Linked DNA regions of Mus musculus: region 2 is linked to region 1. The links are chromatin contacts, called in public Hi-C maps. All regions are on one chromosome and are shown on one strand. Each heading gives the region's core, a stretch centred on a gene start, on an enhancer-like site or on the middle of the called end of the contact. The rest is flanking DNA. Distances are from core to core; before and after follow the strand shown. Region 1 holds the start of Zbp1 (Z-DNA binding protein 1). Region 2 overlaps Pmepa1 (prostate transmembrane protein, androgen induced 1).

Region 1 (3,492 bases), core at 413-2,912:
AATGTTGGCAATTAGTTTGGAATTTTTTCTTTTCTTTCTTTTAAAAAAGATTTCCTTTTCAATTTTTTTAAAAAGAATTTATTTATTGGAGCTGGAGAGATAGCTTAGTGGTTAAGAGCACTGACTACTCTTCCAGAGGTCCTGAGTTCAATTCCCAGCAACCACATGGTGGCTCACAACCATCTGTAAGGGAATCTGATGCCCTCTTCTGGTATACACGGTACATGCAGATAGAGCACTCATATACATGAAATAAATAAATAAATCTTTTGTTTTTTAACATTTCTTTATTATGTGTAGAGTACTCTGGAGGAGTCAAGTGGCATTTTCACAGGGGCTACCTAAGACCATTAGAAAGCACAGATCTTTACATTATGTTTCATAACAATAGCAAAATTATGGTTACAAAGTGTTGATGAAAATCATTTCTATGGTGGGGATCACAACGACGTGCAGAGTTAGGATGGTTGAGAGTCACTGACCTAGGAGGCTCTGACTCCTTCCAGGCAGGTCAGCTAATGTAAGGAAGGGAAGGGAAGGGAAGGGAAGGGAAGGGAAGGGAAGGGAAGGGAAGGGAAGGGAAGGGAAGGGAAGAGGAAAATGCTGAAGAAAGGAGTGAGGAGGGCATGTCCTGAAGCCCTGCTAAGTCTGGAGCCACCTTGGTTAGGGACCAAGCAAGACCCCCTGGGCAAGAGGCGGTTGGTGAGCATGCGCCACCTAGTGGTCAGTTTTCAAATGGCGCCTCTAGGGAACCTGGGCAGTGTCCCTCAATGGGGCCAGCTGAGAGTTCATTTAAAAGCGACTTTATTTATTTTGGGTGGCAACAGGCAGTGCGGTTTCTGTTTTCCTTGGCTGGCTCTGCAGGCACTGTTTTTCCTCCCTGGAAGTCATAAAAAAATCACTTGGAAATGTTAATATTTTCCCATGCACAGGCCCATCCTAAGCTGTGTAGACCTGGCCTGGTCTTGGTCCCTTGGTGACCCTTTCAGGTTCTGTAAGGTGAAGCTGACTGGGGACCTGCCACCTCCTGCTTGCTTGGCAGACATCCTCCAGGCACATCACCTCCTTCTAGTCTCCAACGACTGCTGCTGTCTTGCCCTGTGCACCAGTGACCTGCACACCAGACAGGTACAGAGGTCCCAAGATCATGGCCTCTGCACTCACCCCACCTCCACCCTGTAGCCGGGACCCAGATTCTGGGATTATTGTGAGCTGAGTGGTGGACACAAGGCCATCTCTGTGAGCCCCGATCCCCTCTTACGTAATATGGAACAGAGAAGTGTCTGAGCTGTTCACGGGTCACTGAGAATTTATGAAAGTGAGAAAAGGGGCTCTTTTTCTAGAAGGTATGTGAGTAGATGGTACTACACCTGCCTGTGGGCATGTGGGGGAGGCACAGTAGGTGCCTTTTCCTAGATCTATCTTCCTCCTCACAGGGCTTTCACAGAGTTCTCTTCAGATAGAGCTCTCCCGGTGGGAGACCAGTCTCCACCCCAGAGGCCAAGACTCCTCTCTTCTCTGTCACACAGTCATCCAACTCCAGCTTGCTCACCCACCCCGATTTCAATTTCGATTTCGACACCCTTTCTTTCCGAGAACCACACCAAAGTTTCATTTTCTCTTTCTTTGAAAAGCTGGAGGGCGGGGAGGGGATGGAGCCAGATGGGTATTTGTTTCCGGGATGGTAACAGCTGGTGCCTGCAGGTCCAAGCAGCCATTCTTGCCTGTGGATTCAGAGCCCCAGGCCTGACCACAGTGCCAGAAACTGCCACCCCCTGCCCTAAAGGAGCCCCAAGGCTGCTGTGAGCATGGCAGAAGCTCCTGTTGACTTGAGCACAGGAGGTAAGCTAAACCTCTTCCTTCACCTCGCGTGGGTCCCAGCTGATGTTTCTAAGGCTCCTAGCTCTTTCCTTGGCCCAGACAGCAACAGGATTCTGAGGTCACCACAGGGAAGTCAGCTTGCTTCAAGGATCCTGTGCCCCAGATCCTTCATGTCACCTTACCTCATTGATGAGGTCACCAAGGCCTGTGACAGCCCTCGGGCTCCGAACTGTCATTTCAAGAGAGGACTTTGCTTTGATAAGGAGATGTGACTTTGATTTTACATTCAAGCTCTTCTCCTGCCCTATTTGAACCCTTGCTGAGACTACATACCCTGTCTAGGGGCTTCTGGGCTATGGGAGGCTGCGGGGTGCAGGGCTGTGTGAGGCTGCCATGCTGTGGGCAGGATTTAGTTCACTGCTTTTCTTCTTCATCTTTTGAAAAGCACTTCATTTTTGTTTTTTGTTTGTTTGCTTTTGTTTGGTTTGGTTTTTTCGAGACAGGGTTTTTCTGTGTAGCCCTGGCTGTCTTGGAACTCACTCTGTAGACTAGACTGGCCTCGAACTCAGAAATCCGCCTGCCTCTGCCTTCCAAGAGCTGGGATTAAAGGCGTGCGCCACCACGCCCAGCTGAAAATCATTTCTTATTTCAACATACTAGAAGTGGTTGCTCAAAAGCTATCAGGGAGGAGCCAAGCAAAGACCAGAACTAAGGTCACCTGGTTCCCATGGTTTCCTTTCACTGCTAACCTTTCCAGCCTGTCACCTGCAGCCTTCTGCTTTCCAAAGTCCCACTTTCAGACCCTGCAACCAGTCCTTCAAGTTCACCCTTTGGAGAAGGCTTGGCCTGCCTTGTGTGTCCCTAGGGGCCAGTGGGAGAAAGGAATGAAGGAGAGGCCACTACAGGGCACACTCCCCAGCAAAGGTTTTACAAGGCAAGGCAAAGCCAAGTCAGGAATAGATGCTCAGTGCTATAATCCTTCCCCCAACACCCTCCTCCTCCTCCACCCCCACCCCCAGCCCCACCCTGGGGTGGGGCTGTGGCTGAAGCAGGAGGATTGCTATGAGTTCCAGGCTAGCCTGAGCTAGACTTTGTCACAAGAGGAAAGAAAGAAAGGTAGAGGCAGACTCATGGATAAGCAGACAGACGTGCTGGAAGGGACATGAGGTGGAACTTGGGGATCCTCAGGGTTAGACACGGAGGAGGAGGCTGGGTAGCTAGCAGGGGTGGAGGGCTCTGGGAGGAAGCCTTCTGGAGTTGGCAGGCAGGCATCTGGAAGATGACATTGAGGCTGGGTTAAAGAGCTGAGCTGGGTTTTCAGGACTCCTGCTGTATCAGGCAAGGGAGGAGAGACCCATTTTTCTTATCTGCTGGGCTCCTGGGCTGGGAACACCCATGCCTTCGATGTGGGTGCTGAGCAGGAGAGAAAGGGACTCCTGGCCAGGCTGAGAGGCCATCAAGACACCAAATAGGGACTTCAGGGCTAGACTTGGTTTCCTGCCTCTCCCTTTTGTTCCATCGTCCGAGAGTTGGGGGTTCCTACCTGTTTGGGTTCCACATAGTACACAGGGCAGGCTGTATACTATTTTACCATTTGGCCACCCAGACATCTAGTTGTGGGGTGAGGGGCCACCTGACTGACACCCTTGCCTCTGGGTGGTGTCGTCGTTC
Region 2 (3,627 bases), core at 373-2,872, 39 kb before region 1:
GTGGCGTCCGTGCAGATAGGAAAGATTTGAAGATTTGTGTTGGTGACTGTGTAGTGTAGACTCCTTATCATCCATCCCTCCTTCCCCGAATAGTGGGTCAGAGTTGCACACCGCACTCACCACTTTGGGTTACATGAGTACAGGGGAATAGAACTTGGGTACCCTGGATCTTAGTTAGTGTGTGCTCTACCGCTGACCTGCCCCAAACCCCTCTCTCTACTGAAGTGCGTGAAATAAGTCACTTAGAGGGGACCAAAAAAAAAAAAAAGACCCCAAAGCATCATGCTGTGGTCATGAGCACAGTGTGTCCAAGTGACCGTTCAAAGGACAGACTCCAGACAGAGCTGGCTAGTGTGTTTCTCGGTCTGCAGTGACAATAGGCTGATTCTTATGACTGGAAAGACAACAGAGAGCTCCTTATTTAACTCCAAACTCAAAGAATTTGACCAACGATAAGGACAAAAGGCAAAGTGCCCCTGTCCCTGGGGCCAGTCCTGCACGAGATACTCTCAGATGTGGCTGCCTAGGGGCTGGAGGAGGGCAGGAGGTGGGCATTGGGAGTTGTGGGAGTGGCTATGAGAGTGAGGGACTGATCATAGGGCGTGCACTGTCCTGGAGTCACCACGGGGAGTGGATAGCCACGAGAGGAGTAGGTGACCATGGGGAAACAGACTGGTGGTGGTATTGGGAGCAGGCAGCCACCTGAGCCACAGGGAAATGGGATTCCATGTGAGCTGCCAGGGAAGCGAGTGACCAGTCACATGGGTGATCAGTCACATGGGTGACCGTGGGGAAATGAGCTACCCCTTGAAAAGCCACTGGGTATGAATGAGCTCTCCTGGGGTTTAAGTGACCAGGGAGGGTCAGTAGGGGCCAGAGGTCACAGCATGTGGGCCCTACCCTAACTCTTGCCTTCTTTCTAGTTAGGTTCAGGAAGACCCCTGGCCTGGCTGCACTTGTCTGAAAGGGATAAGAGTAGCCATTTGTGAGAGTGTGGGGTGCTGTTCTGAGGACTGACCAGTGGCAGGCAGGTCCCAGGCTTCCAAGTTCAGAGACCCAGGTCTGAATCCCTGTGCTGGGTTAGGTCTGTCCCCAGGAAGGGAGAGAGTGTGTGTGGTACCCCAGAAGTGGCCCGGTCCCAGTCGTCTTCCATAACGCCAAGTTCCCTAATCAACATTTCTCCTTGGGGAGACCAGGCCCTGTCCCCACCACACAAAGCTTAGTCACACATCGAGACTGCCAGTCTAGACATGTCACTCTGGGGAGTAATCCCTTGAATTCTGAAGGGTCAGGGTTTTTGGGGAGAGCCCAAGTAGGCTGACACAGGAAAGGGGTGGGTAGTGGCTTCAAAGGAGGTAGCCCAGCATGGGACCAGACCACCACTGAAACCTAGGCTGTCCCCCCACAGAGATGCCCCGGGTAGCCCAGTCTAGCTGACATCCACAGCGTTTGCGGGCCCAGCACTGCTTAGCTGACACTGGCTAAATAAAAACCCAACAGCCTGTGCCAATAAGTCTGGGGCAGGCTGCCAGTGAAGACAAAGGCCCAGAGGCAGTGTCGGGCCATGTCTGTGCCAGAGGAACTCCAGGCACTCTGTGCCTGCTCTGCCCAGTCTGAGGAGGCCAGGATGTCTGAAGTCTTGGCAAGAGAGGACCAAGTGGAAAAAGTCCCCAGTGAGACAGGAACCTCAGCTGTGCCGAGTCACTGTGCCCATTGGTGACAAGAAGGTCTGGCATGTACCATGTGAGAGCCGCAGCTGCTCAGGGAGAGGCAGCCCCCCCCCCCCGCCCTCTCCCACCCCCTCAGCTCTCCTCCTCCAGCAGCAGAGGCCCCACTGCTTTGAGCCTCAGTCACCTTGCTGGGATCATAGCGCTTTGGCAATGTCTGCAGACTTCGTTGTCAAAAGTAAGAGTGTGTGAAGGGTGTTAGTGGCACTGGATGGGAGACCCTGGGGTGTGGCTGAATTGCCACAAGTGCACAGTACAATCCCCTCATACCCACACCCCATCCCGGCCACTGCCACCACATACACAGTGTCTTTCTTTCCTTAAGCACAGTTATCTGAAGAATTGGGGTTGAATGCAGTCCAAGCCCAGAGACCTCATCCCCAGCGTGGTGATGCTATTGGAATTAAGAGAGAGGGTAGATAGGAAACTGGTCTGAGCAGGACTAGAAAGTGAAGAAGCTCTTGCATGAGGAAGACCAGCAACCCTCAAATGGGATCTGAGGCCACCCACAGCACGGTCCACAGCACCGTGTCCTGCTGCCCTCACAGCAGCTCCCAAAGTGAGGGGGCTACCTGGACAAGGAGGGCAGTGAGAAGCTTAGCGGTGCTTAGCTGAGCTGTGGCTACCTGCTGTGTGATGTCCCCAGTCATCTCTGTCTTCTCAGGTCACCTGTCATTGCTCAGAAGTCCCCAGGGCTGGAGAGTCACAGGGGCTTGTCACCAACCAAGCCAGTGTCTTGGGAGCCACTAGTCTTGGGGTAGGATTTGCCTGGCCTTCTGGAGCTCCCAAGACCATGGAGGACTGGAAGGAGCGAGACTTTGAGGATGGGCCTGATCCTGCAGTATCTCAGGAGGCCTTGGGGTGACTTGGTTACTGGGGAGTTTTGTGGAGCTGAGAGCAGGTCAGTTGGCACACTCTTCAACAGCTGCTATTTGGATAGCAGAAGGCAGAGAGGGGTCATCCAGCCAGCTCCAAGACTGGTGATGGACGACTGGGCCGGTTGAAGGGAGAGGTTGAGGTTATGGTGAAGATAGAGGCCACAGGCAGGCAGACCCAGCCGCCCAGGGTTCATGGATGAGACCCAGGGCCTGGGTGGGTATGAGGTAAGAGGTTGGTCTCCAGACAGAGCGCAGTGGAGGGAGAGCTCACACAAGGCCCTTCTTGACAAGGGTGCTGCTGGGATTGTGGGTGGTTCCTGGAACCCACTGCCTCATTTGCCCTGGAAGTCTATTTTCCCTGAATAATTAATCACTCCCCCTCAGGCCAGAGACCCTGTGTTGGAGGACAACCCTGCCAGACAGGTTTTGTCTGCCTGATTGGCCAAGAGCTTTCCAGGGCATTGGGAGGGGAAGCTTCTTAGGCAAGGGCTGGGCTGTTTGAGAAAGGTGTGGTAATTGATTAGTTTTGTCTGTGCTTGTGGCTAGGTGGGGGCAGACATATGGGGCGATTCGGGGTGTATGTATGGGGGACTCCCAGGTGCAAAAGGTGAGTGAGTTCTTTCTCTTTCTGCCTGGGGCGCCCTAGATAAAAGTCTCTTTTGCTCTGGCTTTGGGGACCAACTGCTAAGGAGACAGGCTGTGGTAGCTGGTTTCTCCATCCCTGGAGAGCTTGGGGCAAGTCCAGCCTGGATAAGAAGGAAGTCACTCCCGCTCAGTCCCTGAACAATAGAACACGCTGTTCCAGGCAGGGCCTGGTCTGTGCCCTTCCCTGGCAGATGCACTGGGGGCTGCGTTTCTGTCTAGATAAACCCAGTCCTTTTCCCAGAGTGCAGAGCCTAGGTTGTAATTGCAGGAGGAACATGCTGAGGAATAGCCATTAAAAATGAGTGTAGAAACCCAAACAGAACCCAGAAAAGCACTCAAGGCTCGGTCCTAGAACACCGAGGCTGTGGCTCTACAGA

The links. Hi-C and Micro-C count contacts between places; a contact is called where the count stands out from the background.
Region 2: a Hi-C map of muscle stem cells shows a contact between it and region 1, with 2.2 times the contacts expected there. The contact joins the enhancer-like site here to the promoter of Zbp1 in region 1. A contact is called at or near these places in 3 of 15 datasets of contacts at CTCF or cohesin (CD8 T cells, embryonic stem cells and large pre-B cells), 34 of 484 Hi-C or Micro-C datasets (B cells, the C2C12 cell line, CD4 T cells and 19 more) and 9 of 115 datasets of contacts at active chromatin or transcription factors (CD8 T cells, T-cell acute lymphoblastic leukemia, embryonic stem cells and 5 more).

Annotation. Positions count from the first base shown.
Region 1 is chr2:173,217,092-173,220,583 of GRCm38.p6, reverse strand. It overlaps Zbp1 (Z-DNA binding protein 1), which reads left to right and starts at 1,662. Exons shown (of 8, transcript NM_021394.2): 1 at 1,662-1,842. The coding sequence starts at 1,809.
Region 2 is chr2:173,255,781-173,259,407 of GRCm38.p6, reverse strand. The region is part of intron 1 of Pmepa1 (prostate transmembrane protein, androgen induced 1); the gene reads left to right. Among named protein-coding and RNA genes, the nearest start is that of Pmepa1, 19 kb to the left of the region's middle. Within about 2 kb of position 1,622, at least 139 of the 459 cell types and tissues checked have an H3K27ac peak or open chromatin away from gene starts, as enhancers often do. A contact at or near this core is called in the C2C12 cell line, cerebral cortex, embryonic fibroblasts and 7 more, where this site is marked.